Regions from separate parts of the Gasterosteus aculeatus genome. Here region 2 is linked to region 1. Evidence: chromatin contacts called from public Hi-C data. All regions are on one chromosome and are shown on one strand. Each heading gives the region's core, a stretch centred on a gene start, on an enhancer-like site or on the middle of the called end of the contact. The rest is flanking DNA. Distances are from core to core; before and after follow the strand shown.

What was found. Hi-C and Micro-C count contacts between places; a contact is called where the count stands out from the background.
Region 2: a contact with region 1 is called in a Hi-C map of skeletal muscle, with 3 times the contacts expected there. The contact joins two enhancer-like sites. A contact is called at or near these places in 3 of 6 Hi-C or Micro-C datasets (skeletal muscle and tail fin).

The regions. Positions count from the first base shown.
Region 1 is chr6:5,203,156-5,208,754 of fGasAcu3.hap1.1, forward strand. It overlaps marchf5 (membrane-associated ring finger (C3HC4) 5), which reads right to left. Exons shown (of 6, transcript XM_040178102.2): 3 at 2,793-2,923; 4 at 2,415-2,598; 5 at 1,755-1,921; 6 at 1-703. The coding sequence ends at 587. Among protein-coding and RNA genes, the nearest start is that of cpeb3, 15 kb to the right of the region's middle. Within about 2 kb of position 1,721, at least 3 of the 9 cell types and tissues checked have open chromatin away from gene starts, as enhancers often do.
Region 2 is chr6:5,243,882-5,250,108 of fGasAcu3.hap1.1, forward strand. It overlaps cpeb3 (cytoplasmic polyadenylation element binding protein 3), which reads left to right. Exons shown (of 11, transcript XM_078104568.1): 8 at 3,960-4,078; 9 at 4,372-4,486; 10 at 4,865-5,046; 11 at 6,075-6,227. Among protein-coding and RNA genes, the nearest start is that of marchf5, 25 kb to the left of the region's middle. Within about 2 kb of position 1,735, at least 4 of the 9 cell types and tissues checked have open chromatin away from gene starts, as enhancers often do.

The DNA.
Region 1 (5,599 bases), core at 471-2,970:
TCTGAATGCTTCCTGGTGGTGCTGAATGTTTTGCGTCACCACTCATGAATACATTCTACACTCTGCTAACATTGGTGAAGGGGACTCTTTCAAATATGCAAAACAATGTTATAAAACAGTTATGTATTATTATAAAACTAATTACACATGCTTTCTTAAAAATACAGGTTCACAATGACTTCAATATATGGTAGTTGTTGTTGTAGCCCCCCCTCCCTCCAGACACAGAGCCTTGTTGTGTGTGTGTGTGTGTGTGTGTGTGTGTACACTGACTGCAAAACATGCTCCGGTCTGTGTCAACAAGTCTTATCAGTCTTCCCCTCACAAAAGCATCAGGAGATTGAAAACAATGTGGGGGAGGTGGGGGCGACCAGACCCACCATACGCCTCCGTCTGGGGGGGGGGGGGGGGGGGGGGGGCGGCGGCGGCGCTTCGAACGAATGTCCACAACGGTGCTCTGACTCCGTGCACCATCCAGGAAGGGTGATTTGTGGGGGAGGCACGTGGTGTGTGAGGGTGACACCGATCATAAGTCTGTCTCATCAGCACATCCCGCTCTTTAGTCCGTCCGTCCCGCGGCGCCTCCTCAGGCGTCCTCCGGCTCGGGGAAGTCGAGGATCTTGCGGTGGGCTTGTCTCATGTACTGCTGCTGTTTGAAGTAAACCTTAAACGCCCCCTTGATGGCTACAAAGGCGATCCCCCCCTGCAGGAGAACACAGACACGAGTTAGGGGAGACGACTGATAAGGTAGCAGAGTCCACCAACTGTACCAGCCGCCATCAACAAGTTCAACCCAACATGCCCCCCCCCCCCCCCCCCCCTCTTCCCCCTTTGAGTTCCCTTTAACACTTCCAATGAGCATATTTTACAAGAAAAATGTTCTAATTTTCTCTCAAAACATGATTAACTATTAATTATCATTCTCACCTAAAGAAAAGAAACAAAGGCCCATTATTAACATTTCAGGGAAGTTGGTCCGTGTGCAAATCGACTCACACAAAAATAGACCAGTCACATGAGGAAACTGAAACGGACTCATACTTTGAATGAGACCCAAAGCGAAACATGAACTCAATGAGTCCTCTGACACGCCATGTGCACGATGGGGAGCGCTGGCCAGGTCCCACACGTATGATGACATCATTCAAACAGCACAGGAACAGACAAAAGGATGTACTGATAAAGCCACGAGATACAATCCAATCCGCCAGCAGAATTGGATCAAATGTTTAATTCATATTATTGGCCTTTAGTTAACGTCGTATAAAAACTTGTTTTCGGCGCCGTGTGCAGTAACCTTCTGAACCCTCTTAGTCACCGTGAGTCAGCTGACTCCATGAGGTCGCTGTTCCTTTCCAACCACAACCAATATGACCACTGTAATGGTGGTACGATTATTAAAACGACGATGATTTACATTAAATTCATTGTAAATATTTGTCACGTTAATAATAAAATCCTAGAGAGAAAGAAACCAACTCATTAAATGCTGTAAACACATTTTAACAACCTGCAAGTGTCCTTAATATTTGCTGCTGTCGGTCAAAAACGACAAAAAGTCGTGTTCCTCTAATAGCTTCTCACCACGGCCGCTTCTTCCTCCTTCCTGTAAAGGGGAAACTGCTGCAGCACTCAGCTTTCAGTCCGCAGCAGCAGAAGAGGACAGAGTGTTCTACGGGCACCGCTCTGTGAGGGAGGGGCGTCACCCCCCCTCTAGACTTCGACCATGTGATTCTGTGCGTGCTGGTACCCACCAGGATGGTCCTCTGCAGGTTGGAGTTGACGCTGCTGAACATGAGCTTCCCCACGATGGTGGCGATGGTGGGGAAGACCAGCGCGCCGCACAGGATCCGCGTGGCCGACACGTGGTCCGCCAGGGGGCTGGCCTCCGCCGGGATGCGAGGAACCGGGCAGCCGATCCCTGCAGAGACGCACGCGTTGGGGGGAGACAGAGAGAGAGAGACGCAGGGGGCCTGCTGAGAACGTGCACACGCGCAGCTGGTGTGTCGAGCCTCACGTCCGGTGTGAGCGTGTGTTTATTCGTCTCTGGTGAAATGACGACGAACCAGGGGCGGCCCGCGTGGCGAATGAGCAGGTGGCGATGTGTGAATGAGGCACCTCATCACACACAGCGGTGTTGCTGCGTCACCAGCAGCCTGCGTCCTGTGTCCCAAACTGCTTTTGGATCATTGGCCGTGGCAAGTCTGACTCATCGGTGGGATCAACACAATAATAATATTGACAATCTATTGCCATAAAATGCTCATTTGAAACTGACAAAAAGTTGTATGAATCTTGTTCATTTCCCAATTACCCAGCAGTGGAAGGAGGCAGTTCTGCTGCTGGAACGTTACATCCACAACGCTTGACTCAGCTAAACAGCTGTGTGTGTGTGTGTGTGTGTGTGTGCTGACCTGGGAAGATGCTGCTGAGGATCTGCAGCTTGTTGGAGTATTTCCTCCACAGGCGCAGGACGTAGTCCTCCCAGCGGATCATCTTGCCGAGGATCAGCATGACGGGGATGGTGGGCAGGCCGATGAGCAGGAACAGGGGGTCGGCCCGCTCCATGACGTCCAGGCCCTCCTTGTGGCCCACCACCTGGAGGGCGGGGGGGAGGGTCAGGACGGAGCACTTTCACTCACGCATAAGAACGAGTCAAACAACGGAAGACACAGAGGAGCGGCACCACACCTGAACGCAGGCGGCGTATCGGCAGGTTTACTAACCGTCCATTCATTCAGGTCACCGCGTTAACCGACGGGCCTCATAAACCAAAAGCAAACGGCTCCCACCTGCATGACGGTGACGGCTCCGTAGGTGACTGCGGTCCAGTAGATGGAGCCCACCATGATGCCGGCGGCGGCGAAGGGGCCGGCCTTAGAGATGAGGCGGTCGGCAAGGTCCAGAGCGTAAACCACGGGGCCTGCAGGGGGGGGGGGGAGGAGACACGGCTCAGAGTGAGGCCCACGCACACCACCGCTCTTAAAGAAGTTCTTCCTAGCCAGCGTTTCCCCTGCTGTTACATTAGGGGACGTTTCATGTTCGATATACACATTGGATCCAACTCAAACAACAACAAAAACTATACATCATCTGTCAACAATCCTGACCTCCATCCCTGAGGTCGGCTCTGAGGTGTTAAAGCGGCAGTCAGTGCTCTGCTGTCAAACACTAGAAGGCTGCTTAGATGTCCAGCCGCGTTATGAATGCAGCGCCTCATGACTGTAATCTGGCTCACAGTATATAAATGCAGCGTACAATCCCCCCCCCCCCCTTCCTACCGTCACTTAGCGTGATTGATTTAAACAATGAAAGGACCCTGAGCGTGACGGCTTAAGCTCGCCGTTCTCCAGCCGAGCCACAGCGCTCCTACATGTTTCTACTGAGCAGTGGATCTCTATTGGTGTCACATGTTTGTCGTTAAACACATTTTTGCAGCATTTCGACAACGTGTGACGGACTGCTGATGATTTCCCTTTTTTCCATTTTAATCCCACCGAATCAGAGCAGAAAGATTTAGGTAAATCCAGCACATGAACATCCCGTTACTGGCAAATATTCAATCTGCCAATGAACAGTGTGTGCGAGAGCACGACGCGGCTCACGAGCGAAACAAAAAACATCGTCAACACTTCACGAGCCTCGTACATCGACAAAAAAGAGGGGGCACCGGCCGCTTGGATACAGAGGAGTTGAACCGGCGGTGACCTTTGACCTCCAGGATCCAGTACACTGCAAAAGGAGCAGAGGAAGAAATGAAGCGACGCAGTAAGGCCGCCCAAACCAAAGAAATGTCAACTATGCAGTCATGTGAGAGAAAAGAGGCTTTGTAATGCAAGGTGTGCACCGAACCCGACGGGCCTCAGTTATTGACAGAGGGGGAGGAGCTTCCCAGCCAGGTTGCACCTAGATTCTAGATAAATAGGCTGGCATGTGACAGGAGGATTCTTCTGAAGACCGAAACTTTCTTTCAAAGACATTTGCGTTTACAGGAAGGCAGCCTGATTTCCTGGCTCAGACAGACCCGTCCACCTCCTATTAACAACCGGCCCGGGAGTCGGGGGCGGGCGGCGCCGACAGAACTCACCGGCGGCGGGCCTCAGCTGGTGGTGCCGTGCCGCAGTGACCCGCCTGCAGGACGAGGGCCATCGATCCACGAGGAGCCCGTCTCGCTAATATATGGGCCGATCAATGCTCCAGTTGGGGACACTGCGCGCGGCGTTTTTGGTCACTTTCCAAGCATCGAGCGTTGGTACTGATGCTGCCGCGGTGAAAATGTTTCATGATCACGGTTGGCCACGTTAAATGATTAGTTATTTTTAACTCACCGAAGCCTCCGGTTTCGCATTTCGGTTGATCCAGTCGCTGGCATGGCAGCCGTCCAGCTCACTGCTTTTGTACACAGTGTGAACTAGTATTGCAGAACACAGCTGCTTACTAAATAAAATAAGACCACATTTATCATCTTTTTGAAATTGTTTGCATTTGTTTGATCTTTAAGACACAAAAGTCGATCCGGTTAGAGAGAAAATGATCCAGCTGGGGCGGCTTGGACCGAAGGAAGAGCAGGTCAGAGATGCTAAAGTTAGCCTCCACTCTGCTAGCATGCAGGTTTGCAGGGTGAGTGCACAGCAGATGTGCTGCTCATGAACAAGGCGTCTCCTGTGTCCTGTCGACTGGAACCCCAAAAATAACAGCGGGGCGGGCGAACCGCAGCCGACCGGCACAGTGAGTGGAAGTCCCCCGTGGATATTTGGGGGTGAGGGTCTTTCACAGAGGACACATAAGACGTGACAGGCGTCTTACCACGGTTACCTGGGCGACCATTGCTGCAGCCGATGACAATCCCTCTGTAAAAGCTCCGCCTCCAGAGCTCAGGGCCACTTGTTAAGGAAGGAACCCGCGGCAAGCAAGAGGCATTTGGCCCTTTTAAAGCTACTTAGCACGCAACGGAAATATCTCCCTTTTATTTCTGAAGCAGCTTTAAACACAGAATCAATCTCCCCGCGCTCCTTTTGATGCTCTCCAGGGCTCCTTTTTTTACTGCACCTGTTTTCGGCGACCGGATTGATCTTGCGTTGCCTGAACGCATTCAAATGGCATATTTTGATGACAGCGGTGGATTCTCTTCCGCTTTCTCCAAGCCGCAGGGAACCGGGTCGCCCCTAAATGGCTGCTGGCAGGAAGGAGAGCTGAGCAATTCCTTTCAGCCGCTGGCAGCAGATTCCATAATTAAGATAATTAAAAAAGGAGGAAAGGAATGGGCGGGAGGGGAGGAGAGGAGGGGCAAAAAGTGCAATTCCTCAGTAGCGGGCATGCATGCTTGGACACTGTTCCAGCTGGCTTGTTTACTCTGGAGAAGCAAGGACACGCTGTCCTGGAAGTTCTATTGCTGGCCCAAAACGGGCAGATATGCTGGTGGGAATACGGCCAGAGCAGCACATAAGCTACCCGGCTCTTGGTGGGCCGTCTCCTGTTAGCTCATGCACCACAAACCTGTAAAAATATAATCAAAACCTGGGTTTATCGAAAAGGTGGTCGGATCAGCCAAGCCGGGGGAGGCAGGGATCCACCCGAGGAGCCAAACACCAGCGAGGCC
Region 2 (6,227 bases), core at 485-2,984, 41 kb after region 1:
TGAGGTAATGGAGAGAATTGGGTAGCAATGTGGTACGTGGATGAAGTGAAGTACCAGCTAGCATTAGGCAGCTAGCAATGCATTGCTTTCACCCAGCGGGGTATTTCTAGACCATCAAGACCATGTGGGTTCATTTGCCCGGTGTTGCTCTGCTTTGAACTCTGAAACCTCGTATCTGTGGAAAGTGCTTAAAGGGATCATTTACGTGCATTCCTCTCATTTACGTAAGTTGGCCGAGCGGATCGATGCCACTCATGTCTTTACAGTAAATAATCTACCGTCAGCAGCAAATTAGCTTAGCATAAAGACTGAAAACAACGGAAAAGCTAGCGATCTCTAACATGTCAATTAGTGAGGTTTTGAGGAACTGTTAACCAGATGTTGTTGCCTCTGGACGTAGCCATACTTCTTTTCCCTGTATCCAATCTTAATGCTATGCTAAGCTAGCTGGTTTCAAATTTAAAATCCAAAATAAAAAGGGTCTAGAGAGTGAACATGTTATCCCCAACATGTCAAACTATTCCATTAAAGGTAAAATGCGTAATGCATAGTATTATATCTGCATGGTTAGTATGAAGCTACCATCGTCAGCTGGTTAGCTTAGCATAAAGACGGGAAATGTTGTAACAGCTTGCTAACTATAGGGATACAATTTACTGAGCTTTATAAGAACTGATAACAGTCATTTCCTTTGAACAGAGACGGGCCACAGTTGTTTCCCCTGTTTCAAGGCGGCCAACTATGCTAAGCTAGCTTCATATTGAAAATATGGAACAAAAGTATCTCTTCTGTTTCCAAAAATGTCACACTATTCCATTGATGAATAAAGCCTAGCGTAATGCTATTGGTAGGTATGCCACAGAAATTGCACTTAGGGTCTTTATTAGTCCACAGATTGATGTTGAGGGGACCGTCTCTCCCCTCACGAGTCAAGCGGCTGGTCCCCCGGGACAGGACCGATTTCTGTAAGTCGGCGGTTTGTCTTCGTAACCCGCAAGGCACTCTGTTTGACTCCAAACAGCGCTCTTAGGCCGGAAAATGCCGCGGGTGTATGTATTCCCTTCCTCCCCGGACAGCGCTGGGAGCTCAGGAGCAAAGCCCAATAAATCTCGGGCACGAGCCACTGCAGATCTGCGCCTTTCTCCTGCGGTGTAAGCCTCTGCACTGCGCAAAGCTGATGGAAAAAGACAGATCCGCAGCACATTTCAGACTAAATATGAGAGCATTAAAGCGACATTAGAGCCTAGTGGAATCTGGCCCGTGTTTGTTCTACTATGTGACCACGGGGAGTTTCAGTGTCATTCAGGCTATTGATTGTGATGGGGCAAAAGTAGAGGATGGGGGACATTATGTTGTCAAAAATTGAACTGTAATGCAGTTTCTTTTAAACTGAGAGGGCTAGTTCTGGGATTGTAAAAGTATGTTTTGTCTTTAATCTTTATTAAAGACATTAGGTCTGCCTTAAAGTAAGGCGTCTTATAAATGTCCTCGGGATGCCATAGAAGTGAACACGGGGCCTTTTTGTTTCTTTCACAGTGAAACCCATTGCAGCTCATGGAAAAGACTCGTCTCCTGCTCCTCGTGCCCTCCTGTGTGTTTTCACACTCGTTCACCTTCCTTCTATCCTTCTCGGCCTACTTTTTTCTCACTTTTCTCCCCTATCTTTCCGTTTGTCTCACTCCTCTCCCCCTCCTTTCCTTCCCCCTGCTCTCCCTCTCCCTCTCTCTCTCCTGCCCTGGGTCACGGAACACGTTGTTCCCTCCTCCAGACTGCATGAGCTGCTGGCTAGCGCTGCCTTTTCATGCTCTATGTCGTTGTTGGGTGTGTGTGCAAGACTGCAGTTGTTTTTCTCGAGGGGGGGGGGGGGGTCTGTGCTAAACCACGTGATTTCTCCCGATGACAAACCCCCCCTTTATATAACCCAGCGACACAGAGACAGGGGTCTTATGTCGTGTGATGACGCGGCGCAGAGAGAACGATGACGAAGCACAAAATCCTCCAAGTCGAGTCTAATTGTGTGTTGTTGTTGTTTTTTGTGGCTGGTCCAGAGGGGATGTGGCTCTGCGTTGACCGATCACAATAATACTGATATTAAGCGAGTCACTTGAAGCAATTAGTTTGGCATCGTGCACATGTAATGTCTTGCCCATCGTGGTCCAGCTCGTTACCAGGGAAGAGATTGCAGCCCCGCAGGGGTTTATCAGCCGAGGTCATTTGACTCTACAAGGCTGATGAATGCAACGGCTAAAAACGTTTAATTAGTATCCGCAAACTATTACTCAACAGTGTGTATGCTAAACATCTGATATTAATCCCAAAGGGACACGTAGATGGTTATTGTGTTGCCATCACGAACCTGCTTCTGCGTTCCCACAGCCTTTTCTTTTGTTACTATTGTTGTTGCCTTTATTTTAATACTTTTTTATCCTCTTGTTGCCACATGAATTGACATGGGTGGCCCTGTGAGGCACCGAGCAGGCTATAAAATGAGGTAATTACGGTGATCAGTTTTTATTTCACGCTGTAAATACCTTTATTTCTTAGTTATGTTGGCACTAAATTAAATGAATATCCCGTGCAGAGCTGTGGATGTGTGGCTCGAGCTGAGCACATTCTTGAGTTCAGTTTGGCTACGCAAACAAATATTTTTGCTTTTTTCCGCAGCCAGAAGTCCTTTAGCTGTACATTCTCCCAGAGCCAAAACCACAATATTTTTCTTTTACTATCCACCAATTATTATTGTATCCACTAATAAATTAACTGAATATCTAAGATCTAATCCAATGAAGTCGTCAGGTCGTGACAATGACGCTTCATGTGCTGCACTGTGACGCAAATGTCAGGAAGACGCTCGTCACCTCGCTGGGAGTGACGTAGGGGACACGCGCCACTCACGCCTGCTTGTTTTCCACTCCACCTTTTTAATGCTCAATGCATTTTGTCCACAGCCCAGCAGCGCATGCCCCCATCCCTCCTTTCCCTCCTCTGCCCGACATTGAAGCCTGACAGTTGCACATTGCTCTTTGCACTGGTGTGCATTTGTCTGCATCAGAGCGTCAGAGTGCGAGACGGGCTTCTCAAGGGGAACATGTGACTGTAGTAGTCTAGAGAGAGGCTGCTACAGACGAAGATGTGAGACCGAGTAAACTCTGGGCCTGCATGCATAATTGCCTCCACTTATGCGTGCTTCTAAGTCCCACTTGCTCCGCTCTGGCGGCAGCTCATATTCCCCTGACTCATGGGTGCCACAGGTGGTGCTTGGCTTCTGCTAACACTCCCACAGCAATGCACTCAAAATTTAAAACCCACAGAAAGACGCCTGTAAGCATTACCATATGCTGCTTTTTCACGGTTACATATATTCATATATAAACACATTCACCTTTTGTCTGGTAAGGCCAAGTATCTGGTTATTATTAACTCCTTTCTCGGTGTACAACAGATGTAGGAGTGTGTGATGGATGTACCCTTTTTTTTTTTTCCCAAAACGGCTTAATAGCTCCGACCTCGGATAAGGTCTCTGCTCTCAACGCTAAATAATTCAATAGCACCGAGTGTCTGCATTGCCCTCACCCCGAGCAAAGACATCACCAAACTCTCTACCTGAGCCCACTCTCGGGGGGCAGATACGCGAGGCTGGGTCGATTTTGCACGGTTCCTTTGGAAGTGGAGCACTCTTAGCCATTTAATCTGAGGCAGCGCCGACAGCGAGGTGCCGGCTGCAGAGCGTCTTGCGCAGGCGGCCGAGGCAAATGAGGACAGAGGGAAGCAAAGTTATCTGAAACTGTGAATAATTCTACCCAAAAAAGAATGTTTGGGGGCTCGGTCACGAGGTTGCTACTTTTAAAAGTAGAAAGAAAACAAAAATTGCATAGGATAAAGTTGTTCACAGGGTATGTTTTACATATATTTAGTATCATTTCTTTCCCTAAAATCCCCCTTTTTGCACTTCTCCCCAGGATACGCCTTCCTTCTCTTCCAGGAAGAGACTTCTGTCCAGGCCTTGATCGACGCCTGCATGGAGGAGGACGGCAAGCTCTACCTGTGTGTGTCCAGTCCCACCATCAAAGACAAACCAGTAAGTGCCAAATAATATTTATCCTGTTATCTTGGCGTGTTAGCATGCTTATATTTGTTAATACGTTGCAAACAAAAAGCACAGTTGAGGCTAATGAGACATGTTATTGCACAAATGCAAAATTATTAACTCAGGGGACCATTACAATTCATCCTCTGAGGACCCAGAATGTTTATGCGATGGCAGTAGTTTACTAAAGAATGGTGGACTAAATAATCAACATCATCATCCATAGAGCAAAGTTGTTTATACTTTGCCTTCTAATATAAGGCGCTGCTCCTTTTGTCATGCAGGTCCAGATCCGTCCCTGGAACCTGAGCGACAGTGACTTCGTCATGGACGGCTCTCAGCCTCTAGACCCCCGCAAGACCATCTTTGTAGGTGGGGTGCCGCGCCCCCTGCGTGCAGGTAAATTACTAAAAGGAATGGGATGTCTTTTTTTTTTTTTTTTTCGCGGCCCAGCAACACCACAAAAATGAGGTGGGCTTCGTAGCGTCGGCTGGCACGGGGGACAGAACCTGGAGGCTGTAACGAAGGTTCTCCAATCCTCTACTTGGGTTTCCAGGAAACGGGCCAAGTGGCCGTCAAGTAAAGAATTCCTGGTGTAATGGAAGGCTCGGCCTATCTGTCCTTAGGATAAACATCGCCGGCTGGTCTGCAATGTGACCCCTACTAATTATACCAGCAGTTTCAGACTGCTGCCCTGATGAATAGTGCAGTAGGGTGGATTTTTTTTTTTTTTGCATCAGCGTCAATCAAGTTGAATCTTTTTTTTTCCCCCTCCAGTGGAGCTGGCCATGATCATGGACCGGCTGTACGGAGGCGTCTGCTACGCCGGCATCGACACCGACCCCGAACTCAAGTACCCGAAGGGAGCCGGCCGCGTGGCCTTCTCCAATCAGCAGAGCTACATCGCCGCCATAAGCGCCCGCTTCGTTCAGCTGCAGCACAACGACATAGACAAAAGGGTGAGCTTCCCTCGCCGCGTCCGTCCCCTGAGAGAAAGCAACGTCTCCACCGCGCCCGGAGGTTGCTGATGCTACTCCGCTGAGCACCAGCCCGCACTAGAGCCGAAGGCCCGGCCCCGGCCTCAAGCCGCCGGAGTGCTGACAGATGTTTCAAGTTGCAGACGCGTAGGGTTGCTCTAATTACAGTAGCTCCGTATACATGTACGTCCACTCTGGCTGTGCTGCAGACGGAGGTTATTTTAGGCTCGCCGGACCGTTTGCATCGTGGGCCGATGGTGACCGAGAGAGACTGGTCGTCAGCCAGGAGGCCGAGCCTCTGCTAACCCCAACCCTCTTCTCTAGGGGGGCTTTATTATGGCTGGGGTTACAAATGGTGCTGATAACACGTGTATACAGGCCACAAGGGTCTGTGAAAATGAACACTTTATGGAATCTATGTCCGTTGCAGAAGGGTTGCACATCTTAAACAGTCGGCTGGGTGTGGAATGAAAGTCTTTTCCACTTTTCCGTCTCATTTTCTCATTTCTAGCAATTGGCGTCCAGAATTCCATTAGCTGCAAATGGCTCTTGATGATAGGACACAGAGGCTCGTTCACCGTGGTCAACTTCCTGTCTGCTCGGTTGATATTGTTTTTTAATGGCATGTCGGCGTGGTCTTCAGCGGCAGGGGGACTCGCACTGTAGTCCATGCAGAGTTTAGCCGAGAGGGACGTCCTCTGCTGTTGTAGGATTTAATAACCTTTCATTTTGTGGCCGTGCTATAACAAGGTTAGCATCCGCCCCTGCCTGCTGGTGCTCTGAGGCGTCTCCATGGCGACTGAGCTCTCATTTCTCATCTCCCGGCTTAGCGGTCAAACTCGTTTCACTGTTGGATGGAAGCATTCCTTCCTGGTCTTATTTTAGAAAGTTGCCTTGCATGGCGATGTGCTGCACACCGGCTTGAAGGAGGTTTTCGCATGTGCATGAAAAGCGTTGGTCCGTGGAGGATGGAGAACTCAGGGCCTCCTCTCGCTCCCCTCTCTTTCCAGGTGGAGGTGAAGCCGTACGTCCTGGACGACCAGATGTGTGACGAGTGCCAGGGGGCGCGCTGCGGGGGGAAGTTCGCCCCCTTCTTCTGTGCCAACGTCACCTGCCTGCAGTACTACTGCGAGTACTGCTGGGCCAGCATCCACTCGCGGGCC